Regions from separate parts of the Mus musculus genome. Here region 2 is linked to region 1. Evidence: chromatin contacts called from public HiChIP or PLAC-seq data. All regions are on one chromosome and are shown on one strand. Each heading gives the region's core, a stretch centred on a gene start, on an enhancer-like site or on the middle of the called end of the contact. The rest is flanking DNA. Distances are from core to core; before and after follow the strand shown.

Evidence for each region. HiChIP or PLAC-seq counts read pairs in DNA pulled down with a chosen protein or histone mark.
Region 2: an H3K4me3 HiChIP or PLAC-seq map of embryonic stem cells shows a contact between it and region 1, with 9 read pairs. The contact joins the promoter of Ndufa6 here to the promoter of Shisa8 in region 1. A contact is called at or near these places in 1 of 39 promoter capture datasets (pre-B cells), 4 of 115 datasets of contacts at active chromatin or transcription factors (embryonic stem cells, memory CD8 T cells and pancreatic cancer cells) and 2 of 9 other capture datasets (adipose tissue and pancreatic islet).

Annotation. Positions count from the first base shown.
Region 1 is chr15:82,210,385-82,215,711 of GRCm38.p6, forward strand. Shisa8 (shisa family member 8) reads right to left here and starts at 2,431. Exons shown (of 4, transcript NM_001207021.1): 1 at 1,505-2,431. The coding sequence starts at 2,028.
Region 2 is chr15:82,351,496-82,356,822 of GRCm38.p6, forward strand. Ndufa6 (NADH:ubiquinone oxidoreductase subunit A6) reads right to left here and starts at 2,796. Exons shown (of 3, transcript NM_025987.3): 1 at 2,586-2,796. The coding sequence starts at 2,733.

The DNA.
Region 1 (5,327 bases), core at 1,181-3,680:
CCAGAGAAGAGAGTCAAAGCACATGGTTGTGAGCACACAACCAAACCTGGGCTTGCAGGTGGAGCTTTGCAGATGAACAAGTCAGCTATAGACTGGCCCAGCCACCCCTATACTACAGTGGGTCTCTGGCTCCCACTATCTCTCTGGCCTCCCCACTGTCCACCTTTGTCCTGGAAGAGAGATTCCCACATTCAGAGGCTGAGTTTCTGCCCCTGCAGCATTCAGAAGCCCCTGCTAATTCCCGCTGCAATCCAGTGGCTTCAAAGAAACACAAAGTGCCTGGTGGTGGGATAGGTGGTGGGATAATTGGCACAAGCGGCTGAGGAGTGGGAAAGGCGAGGTCATCTTAGGCAACCTGCAGACGCCTTGCAGCTGATCCTTGGCCACCTCAGGTGTCTTTCAGTGTGCCTCTTCGTTAATCAGCCATAACTCAGCCCCACCAGGAGGGTCAGGCCAAGTGGGAGAAAATCATGGGTCCTGGGTACTGCAGGCAGCTGGGCTGACGGCTGGGTTGTCTATGGGGACAGCTCATCACCCTCTCTGCCCTCCAGGTGTCTGGAAGGGATGGGCTAAGTGGTCTGGGGGCAACTACTCTCATGATCTGCCCCTGTGCACATCTGGTCCACCACATGTGTATGGTGGGGGAGGGGGAGAAGGGGCAGCTCTTTATTATAACTCCCACTTGCTGCCTGTTGCATGTGGTGCCAACAGTCTACATGCCCAGTGGGGCTGGGACCTGGGTGGAAAGGAAGGGAGAGCACAAACAGGGCAGGGGATTTGCTGGGGGGCCTAAGTGGAAGAGATCCAGCCATGGTCAGGACAGAATTTCAGCTCCCAGCGTTCCCATTCGGCTGACAAGTCAAAATAAACTCAAAACTTAGCCAGCATCTGGCAGGTCTCTAAAACACAGGTCTACATCCCTCCACACTCCCATTCTGAGCAGCTGGAAAGCCAGACCTTTGCGGGGGGGGGGGGAACCTTTGCGGGGGGGCGGGGTTTTACTGGGGAGGGGATGCTTCTGAAATTCCAAGGAATGAAGGTCAGGTTTGAGTCACACTGGGTTGGGGAAATGGATGGAGGTGGGAGGAGGGCGGGAGAGGGAGATGCAGCAAGGGAACCCGGCAAGCATCCTCTCCCTTCGCTAAGCCCACGACCACCTTAAAACTGCCCCAGTCCAGTGGCTTTCCTGACCATCGTCCGTGCCTCATTCCTTGGACAGCGACTTTTTGTCTTCCGCAGAGGAGGTTAGAGCCACAAGGAGGATCCAGAGCCCAGTACAGGCAGGGAAGGTCAAGGGGAGAGAGAGCTATCAGGTATCTATCTCCCTCTGTGAAGCAGAGACGGGGGAGAGAGGTCCAAAAGAACAAAACAAAACAAAAAGAGAAAGGGACTGCGGAGAGGCCAAAGATTTAGAGGGTCCAGAAGGATGCAGTTGCAGTGAAATTTGGAGCCAGCTAGGGACAGTGAAGACAGGACGGGCGGGCAGGCAAGCGGGCGCACTCACCTGGTCACCGTGCGCCGAGCGCGGGGGCTGTGCGCTCTCTCCAGGCCCAGGCGCGCCCCGATGCCGACCAGCACGAGTAGAGCGGCGACACCGCACACCGCGTAGACCGCAGTGTGGCTGCGCTCCCGGGCCGGGTCGCGCGGGGCGGCGGTGTCACGGGCGCGGGCGGGCGGCCGGCCAGTCTGCACCCAGGCCGGTGTGTCGTAGTTGGAGCAGCGGCTCTGGTCCAGGCGGCGCGGGCCGTCGTGGCAACAGAAGCGGTAGCCGCACGTGCCGCAGCAGAAGCTGTAGACGCCCGAGCTGCAGTTGAAGGGCGGGTCCCACTGGCCCATCACGTCGTAATAGCCGCGGCAGCGGTCGCCTCCCGCCGGTGCCACGGTACCGGACCCTGCGATCTCCTGCTCCTCGGGAGCCCCCGCGCGGCCCGACGGCGACCCTGCCAGCAGCAGCGCCAGTCGGAGTGCGAGCGGGAGCCCATGCGAGCGCCGGCCACAGCGCTGTCCCCGCGCCCCAGCGCGCTCCATGCAGCCCGCTCCTTCTGCTATTGCGCCCGGCGCATGGCTCGGCGCGTGGCCGCTCTGCCAGGCTCCCCCAGCCCTCCGGGACCGGTCGCTCGGTCGCCCAGCTGCCCGCGCAGTCTCCCCGCCGACGCCTCCTGGTGCGTCTGCGGTTCCAGACACAAGTGAGCTCGGTGTAGAGTACGCGGGGCTGGATCTCCGGTGGGCGCGTTTTCCTCCGGGGCTCACCTCGGACTGCGCACGGTGGAGGCGGGCGGCGAGTGCTCGCCTGCACAGTCCCCAGCTCCCTCTGACCCGGGAGGGCGTGCGGGGCCTGGGTCTTTTGGAGACTGCGCCGGGCGGCGGGTCGCCGGACACCTCTGTCTTCCCGCCGCCCGCTCCGCGGTGCCCGCGCTCTGGCTCCGGCTCCGGCTCCGGCGCGGGCTCGGCGCGGGCTCGGGCGGGCGGGAGGGAGCGAGGGGAGGAGGGCGGGAGGGAGGCAGAACCGGGGGAGGAGCGCGGCCGCTGCGCCGGGAGGGAGGGGTTCTGTAAGGTCAGTGCAGCAAGCGCGCCCGACCAGGGACCCTCTCCAAGACCTCCCTCAAACTGTTGTCGGAATTGGGCCCTCGAGGGGGCTCAGCTTAAGATCTGGGGATTCGGATCTTGGCAACCTTGGATGAGCGATTCCCTGCTTTTTTAAGTAAGGGGACAGAGGCATAGAGATCAAAGCAGCCTGGAATTCACTGGGAAGGGACTCACAAACACACACACACACACACACACACACACACACACACACACACACACACGCCCCAATGTTCCATTCCTGTGTCTGGTCCTGACATGAATGAGGAAGGCACAATAAGGACCCCCAACACAAAAATGGCAGAATCAAGCTTTGATCAACCCCTCTCTGGTCTGCCCCAGAGCATGTGCCCTGATTCTAAAACCTGGACATTTGGCTGGGGTCCTAGGATGTCCCAGTTCTGGAAACAGTCTGGCCAGAGCCCTCAAGTGGTCGGCTCCCCTCCGCGGCCTCTGCTATAGAAGGCTGAGCAGGTCCTGGGGACCAGGCCAGTTGTACTCCCCTGTCTGTCCTCAACTCTCACTCCCTGGGACTCCCAGGTCCTTTCACAAGCTTAGGGAAAGAATGAGGAGGCATGGCTCAATGCCCCATTCCACCACTCCCCCGCTGAGCTGCTAAGGAGAATATGACCCTGATGCCAGTCATTGCCTCTCCCTGCCTCAGTTGCTATGGTTAAGGTCAAAAGGTCTTCTTGGAGCCAGGCAGTGGTGGCACTCACCTTTAATCCCAGCACTTGGGAGGCAGAGGCAGATGGATTTCTGAGTTCGAGGCCAGCCTGGTCTACAAAGTGAGTTCCAGGACAGCCAAGGCTATACAGAGAAACCCTGTCTCGAGAAAAAAAAAAAAAACAAAAAAACAAAAAAAAAAAAAAAACCAACAACAACAAAAAGGTCTTCTTGGTGCCAGCAATGGCATAGCAGTACTGAAGGCTTGCGGAGAGGTTGAAGAAGGAGGACCACTTGGGCTCACAACTTTGACCAGCCAGGGCAATGTGCTGAGACCCTGTCTCAAAAAGCAAACAGAACAAAATAGTGTCCTTTCACACACTAAGGACAAAGCAGGGGGATTCCTTGAGGCAAAATTAATCTAAATCAGAGGTCCTCAACCTTCCTGATGCTGCAACCCTGTGACATAGTTCCTCATGGTGACCCCCACCATAAAATTGTTTAATTGCTCCTTTATAACTGTAATCTTGCTACTGTCATGAATCGTAGTGTAAATATCTGATATGTAGGATATTCGACACCCAACCCCTAGGTTGAGAACCACAGGTCTACACGGTGAGTTCCAGGCTAGCCCAGTCTTTATTGGAAAATTCTGTTTCAAGAAAAGAAAGAACACCTTTAATCCCAGCACTTGGGAGGCAGAGGCAGGCAGATTTCTGAGTTCGAGGCCAGCCTGGTCTACAGTGTGAGTTCCAGGACAGCCAGGGCTACACAGAGAAACCCTGTCTTGGAAAAAAAAACAAAAAACAAAAAAAGAAGAAAAAGAAAAAGAAAAAAAGAAAAAGAAAGGAATGAAGGGAAGGGAAGGGAAGGGAAGGGAAGGGAAGGGAAGGGAAGGGAAGGGAAGGGAAGGGAAGGGAAGGGAAGGGAAGGGAAGGAAGAAGAAGAAGGGAAGGAAAGCTGGCAATTTGGTTCTGGTCGTGCATACCTGTAGACTTGAGGATTAGGAGTTCAAGACCAGCTCGAACCACATGAGATGTTCTCTCAAAAAACAAAACAAAGACAACCCACCCCCCAAAAACCAGTGAAATAAATCAAGACCTTTCTCTGAAGGACAGATTCATAATCCATTCCTTCCAGGAGGTAGAGATTACCTCTCACTATCCAGATGGGGACACCAGGAGGGCAAGGGCTAGGGTTCCAGTCGAGCCCTCTGTCCCCAGCTCAGCTCAGGTGCCTGTCAATACCTGCTGAATGGAACCGTGAAATGATACTTCTAACTCCTGTTTGATGGGGAATTTAGCTGTTCTAGGGCCCTTTCTTCTCCTTCCCACCTCTCCTCCTCTGGAGCCTGGAATCAGCTTAGGAACGGGGAGGGTATGAGAGAGGGAGAGAAAGGATCTGCATCTTAAGGAGGATCAAGTCCTGTTGTGTGAGATGAGGAGCTGACAGGAATGTCAGGTATTAGTGTGTTAAGGCTGGGAGGAGGGTAACTACCCCCACCCAGGCTGTCTCCGTTCACCCTGGCGAAAGAGGACCTCTTCCCCTCCCTGGACACACGCACACACACCCATGTGATTCCCAATCCAGTCCTGGAGACCCTATCCCCATAAAAAGACTTTCTACATTGTCATTCAGAAAGGGAGGTGATGGACAAGATGGACAGAGACACGAAGGAAGCGCTTTAATCCCATCACCCACCAGGACAACGCATTGCAGGGCATCACATTACAGACTATGTCATGACTTGTTTTCAGTTGGGGTGTTGTTGCTCCAATCAGAACTTCATAGCTGTGCTTTCTGACGCATCCTTCTCTGCTTCCTTCCCTGGCTTTCCTGAGGATGGGACAACTGCTACCACTGTGCTGTGTGTGCAGTAGGTTCCTGTCGCTCTGCCAAGCTACGTTGGTGTTTGTTGAGGGGGGGGGGGAGATTCTGAGGGTGGCCTCCCTCCACCCCCATCTCTGAGCCGTACTTTGGAACTGTGTCATCTCCCAATGTACAGAGTCTCCCGTGGCTGCGTCTCTTCTGGGGTCTTCTCTTCCCCCTATTGTCTTGGCATTTGCTCCACGGGT
Region 2 (5,327 bases), core at 1,546-4,045, 140 kb after region 1:
TAAGTACTATATGAATTTGGGAGCTAAGGGGTACTGCCAAGAGTTTGCACAGGGAGGGAAGGCTGTAATCAAACCATCAGACAACCTGGGGAAGGACATGACTCTAAGCCTTAACTGAGAGTGGGACAGTCACCTATGACTGCAAACAAGATACAAGGCTGCCACTGTGGAGCCATGAGTCACACCACCCTGCACCACCACCCCCAGATAAGGGACTGAAACCGAACACAATAAACTTCTCTTCCCTTAAAAAGGGAGGAGGCTGAGAGGTGGCTCAGCATCGCCTTTCCAATCCCCAGCAACCATGTCAGGCAACTCAAAAACCCTGTAACTCCAGCTCCAGGGACCCACCCATGCCTCTGACCTCTGCGGACACTTGGGATTTACCTGCACCCTCCCATACACACACACACACACACACACACACACACACACACACACACACACACACACACACAACTTTAAAAAGTAATAAAATACATTTAAAAAGTCACAGTATTCACCAATCTATTAAGTCAGTGGCTAAACAGTGGCACAAACTCAGGTGACTGAACTTAATGTGCTACATGGGTGTCCTTTGGAGATTAGGTTGTAAACTGGACTTAGTGGTAACAGGACTGTAAACCCAGCCTACAGGCTGGAGGTTTGCCGTGGCTGTGTATGGTGCTATGAATCCACAGCAAGATCTTGTTTCAAAAGAGAAAAGCAGGCTTTAGTCACCCATCCCCTGACACTCAGCCTTCGGCAGATTTGCTGAGGACACCAAGGATACAAAAGGATCACTAGGTGTTAAACATTCTGGCTACAGAGGTCAGTATATTCATTTAGTGAAGATACCTTGTGCACTGGCCATTCTTGTGACATGTCCACTCTGATCTATAAAACTGCAATCAGCCAACCATGGTGGCAGATGCCTTTAATCCCAGAATTGAGGCAAAACCTTAACAAAAACAAAAACAGTGCTGGGCATGGTGGCGCACGCCTTTAATCTCAGCACTCGGGAGGCAGAGGCAGGCGGATTTCTGAGTTCGAGGCTAGCCTGGTCTACAAAGTGAGTTCCAGGACAGCCAGGGCTATACAGAAAAACCCTGTCTCAAAAAAACAAAAAACAACAAACCAAACCAAAACACAACACCCAAAAACAAAACCAAGCCCGGTGTGGTAGCACAGAGGCAGATGGCTCTTTGAGTTCAAGGCCTGCCTGGTTTACGTAGCAAGTTCCAGGCCAGCCAAGGCTACAATGTGAGACGCTGTCTCAGAAAAACAAAACAACAAAAAGTCACAAAAACACAGACAAAATCATGCTGTGTCTAAATCAGGTTTGAATCTTTTGTTATACTCCAATTCAGTGATTGCAGAAATGGTGAACACTAGGCTAGGTTCTGAGAGAGCTGTCACCAAGGTCAGTGCGCACACAGGGATTTCAGGAAAGAACTGTACAATGACAAACTGAGACAAGTTTAAGTTGAGACAGAACCCGTCACTCAGAATCTTAGTATTTGTGAAGCATCAGGCCCAGAGACTGAAGGGTGCAGTATTATAACTACTGTCAGGTAAACTCCAGCCTGAGGTGGGCATGGTTTTTTTGTTTTGTTTTTTCTCCAGTCTGTGTTCTAATAACTAAGAGGAATCTTCTCCCATCAGTGCCTCCCCCGAGTTTTATATCAGTTACTTAAGTAACCTATTTAATACAGTAACTCCCGGAAGAAGACAGTATTATGGCCATTTCACAGATGAGCAAATACCGGTGAAAAATCTTACCCAAGGTCACACAGCTAATAAAGGTCGAAACTGAGGACAGTGTGGCTGCCTCTCAAGCAGTGCTGAGGCGTGCTGTGGAGCTGTTGTTACTCATTGGAAAACGCCTTTCCCCTCAGATCAGCTCAAGTTAAATACATGTCTACTCAACAACAAAAGATGTCCCTGACATATGTAGGACATTTGAACTCTCGCTAACCCCCTTTTAAAATCCACTACAGTGGCAGCATTGAGGGAGACAACCAAGATTGCAGATTCACACTCGCCACTCAGGTGAACAGACTAGATTCTCCCACCTACGGGAAAAGGCGTGTTTTGCAGCAGAAGGGGGTTAGACTTCAAAATTCTGGGGCAAGCTGATCTAGTGAGCAAAGCTGGGGAGCTCTGAGGGGCCATTTCGTCTGGAGGCTTCAAAGGGCAGCAGGCAGCTACTGGGTGACCTTCGTCAAGTCGTTTCCCTCTCGTGATGCAGTTTGTTCTCCAGACTAAGTAACAGATAACTGCTAAAGCCCTTCGCCACTTTAGTTACAAAATCGAATGGGCATCTAGAACCTTCTCTGGAACTGTAAAGCTGGGTTCAAGAAGCACCCGGGGCTAGCTCAGGACCGCGGACGCCCCTCCCAGGGGCTCCATAAGAAATAAGGAACAAAGGCCACCAAAGCAACTGGGGCGCTCGGAAGCCCTGTCCCGGTGTGGGGCACTCTGGCTCGGGTGACCCCCTTCCCCCGAAGCCCAGGGCTCGTTTCTGTCCCACTACGTGACCTCAGCTCGGCCGAGAGACCTTGGGCAGGTGCCTCCGGCGCCCCGAATGCACCCCTGCCTCTCACCGGTGTTCGGCACCTCCCGATACCAAGCGCGGTAGAGCTCGCGCACCCTCCGCTTGGCCTCGTTCAGGTCGCGACTGAAAATGGGCTTCACCGAGGTACTGGCTGCCGCAGCAGCAGCTTGGCGCAGGCCGGTGGCCGCGGCCGCCATCTTGCCGAGGAAGCCCCGCCCCTTCAGCGTGCGCACGCGCGGTGCCACGGGACTCGCTGCCGTGCCTCCTGCAGTGCAGAGGGAAGGACTGACTGGACTAGGGCTCTCTGATTGGCTGGAAGCCTCGGGCTCTGCAATGCGCATGCTCTACCGCGGAAACACCGATCCGGGGTTGGCTCGTTCAACGGCGGCGCTGAGGAACCACCAGGAGGCGCAGCGTCGAGGCTTCAGGCAGCGGTGAGGCGCTCTGTCTGCTCTTACCAAAAGTTTGTTCCTTCAGCCAGGCGCCGTGGTTGGCAGGCTCGGAGGAGAAGACCTCGGGCATAGATAACGGTGCCAGGCGGCAATGGCAGTCTTTCCGCAGCAACAGTGCGTACTGCTGAGCATATTGTGTATGTGCTTCCGGAAAACCGTTTTCTTGTAGACATGGTGTCGATCGCAAAAGCGCCTCTGGCTTGAGCTTTTTGGCGTTTCTCAGCCCCGTTTGTTTACTTACTTCATGCCATTGTTTTGAGTTGTCGTCTCACTGCGCCTGGCCTGGAACTCACTTACGTAGACCAGCCAGGCTGGCCTCAGAGCTTGCAGTGATTTCTCTGCCTCTGCAGGTTTGTGCCCACAGCACTTGCGGTTGCCTTTTTGTAAATAAATGTGTGTGGGTGTTTTGGATGTTTGTATAGGTGTGCGCCACGTGTGCTTTTTGGAGTCCATGGAGGCCAAAAGAAGGCTATGGATTCCTCTGGGACCGACGGTTATGATTTGCTTTGTGGAGCTGGGAATTGAGCCCAGGTCCTTTGGCAGAGCAGTTAGAGTGCTTAAGCACTCACTGAGGCATCTCTCCAGCCCCGCAGTTACATTTGACCTTGCACTCCACATTTCCCCTGCTTCAGTCTCCTTAGTGCTACTTCACCTAGCCTAATCATTTCCATTTTAGACTAGGGATTTTACATCCCAAACCATGGAAGCTATATCTACCTCTGTATCTAATCTATATCTATACTCTATGGTATATATCTATATATATTCGCTGCTATATAAATAAAAGCTGAAGAATTGCTGCCTAACGACATTCTAATATAGTAAGTGCACCATGCTTTTATGGATATTTTTGTGGTGATTTGAACAAACAGTACTTCCAGTCAAAGTACAATGCACACAGATATGCTCAGCACACAGCATTTAAACTCTCATGGAGGAGAGCATGGCAGCAGGCAGGCATGAGTGGCCTTGAAGCAGCAGCTGAGGTCTTACAATAGAGAAAGACTGGGCCGGCCTCTAGTCACTTCTAGTGACACATCTTCAACAAGGGCCACATACTCCAACAAGGCCACACCTCCTAGTCCTTCCCAAAACAGTTCCACTAACTAGGGACCTAGCATTCAAACACATGAACTTATGGGGCCCAAACCACCACATTATTGATTTTTGTTTTTTTCTTTTATTCTCTCCCCTCCTTTTTGAAACCTGGCTAACCTGGGACTTTCTTTATAGACCCATGTTGGATGATTCACAACTACCATAACTAGCTCTAAGGGGCCCAGTAACCTTTTTTCTAGCCTCTATTAAGCACCTGCATAATGTGGTCCCTATACACATACACACATGAACACACACACACACACACACACACACACACGCACATACAGATAAATTATTTAAAAAATTTAGTTTTTCAGACTTGTTTTAAGGTCTAAAATGTAGTCTTTTCTGTCGTGACTAGTATTTCATGTGCATATAAACCAAGACATTCTCTAGTTTTGGCCATCTACAGGTACATAGTCGTGATTCAGCGACCTTTATGAGGTTTGGAGGAGGTAGGAATTGCTGTCATGCGCTATGCCCACTCACTTGATATCACTGAGTACCCTCAGAGGCAGGCTCTGTGTCCTTTCTGTGTCCCAGCATGCTGCTGTACCCCACATGGAAGCTCAACAAACACTGGCTGGGTGAGTGGATGGCACTTGGACGCTGCTAGGCTCCCTTCTTACTTATGATTCAGAGGATAGGCTGCTCGGTGTTAAGCCCTCCCATGTCACTGTGACTTCCATGTCTTCAGGACTTCACATGGCGCTCCCTCATCACCTCGTTACTGCCCCCTTATCCTTGAATGGCGTTGAACTGAACCAAAGGAGTACCAGTGAGGGTGTTACCCCTCGCCGGGCACACTTAGAACCACCTTGAGGCAATTGGCATGACACCCTTCTCAGATATGGAGGGGTTGTCTATCTGAAAGCTCTCTACATCACGATGCCACACCCTCCCTGCAAAAGGAGGGCCTGCGCACCCAACTCCCAGGCAAGGCTGGTATTGACACTCTTCCCAGGCTGTCTGTAGGCTACGTGGACACTGACACAAAGAAGTCTCTGGATCCCTGACTGTCATCCAGATGGGCGTGCTTGGTAAGTAGGTTTAGAGGTGTTCTTGTTAACCCATACCCAACCCAGTGAGAAGGATCCTTAAGGCCCAGTCCTGCCCTCTGTGTATCCCTTCCTTCTTGGCTCTCCCCTTCTGTGTATCCTTCTTGGTTATCCCCTTCCTCCTCTCCAGAACTGATCTTACTTCCTTTCCCCTCTCCTAGCTTCCTTGCAGGATGAGCT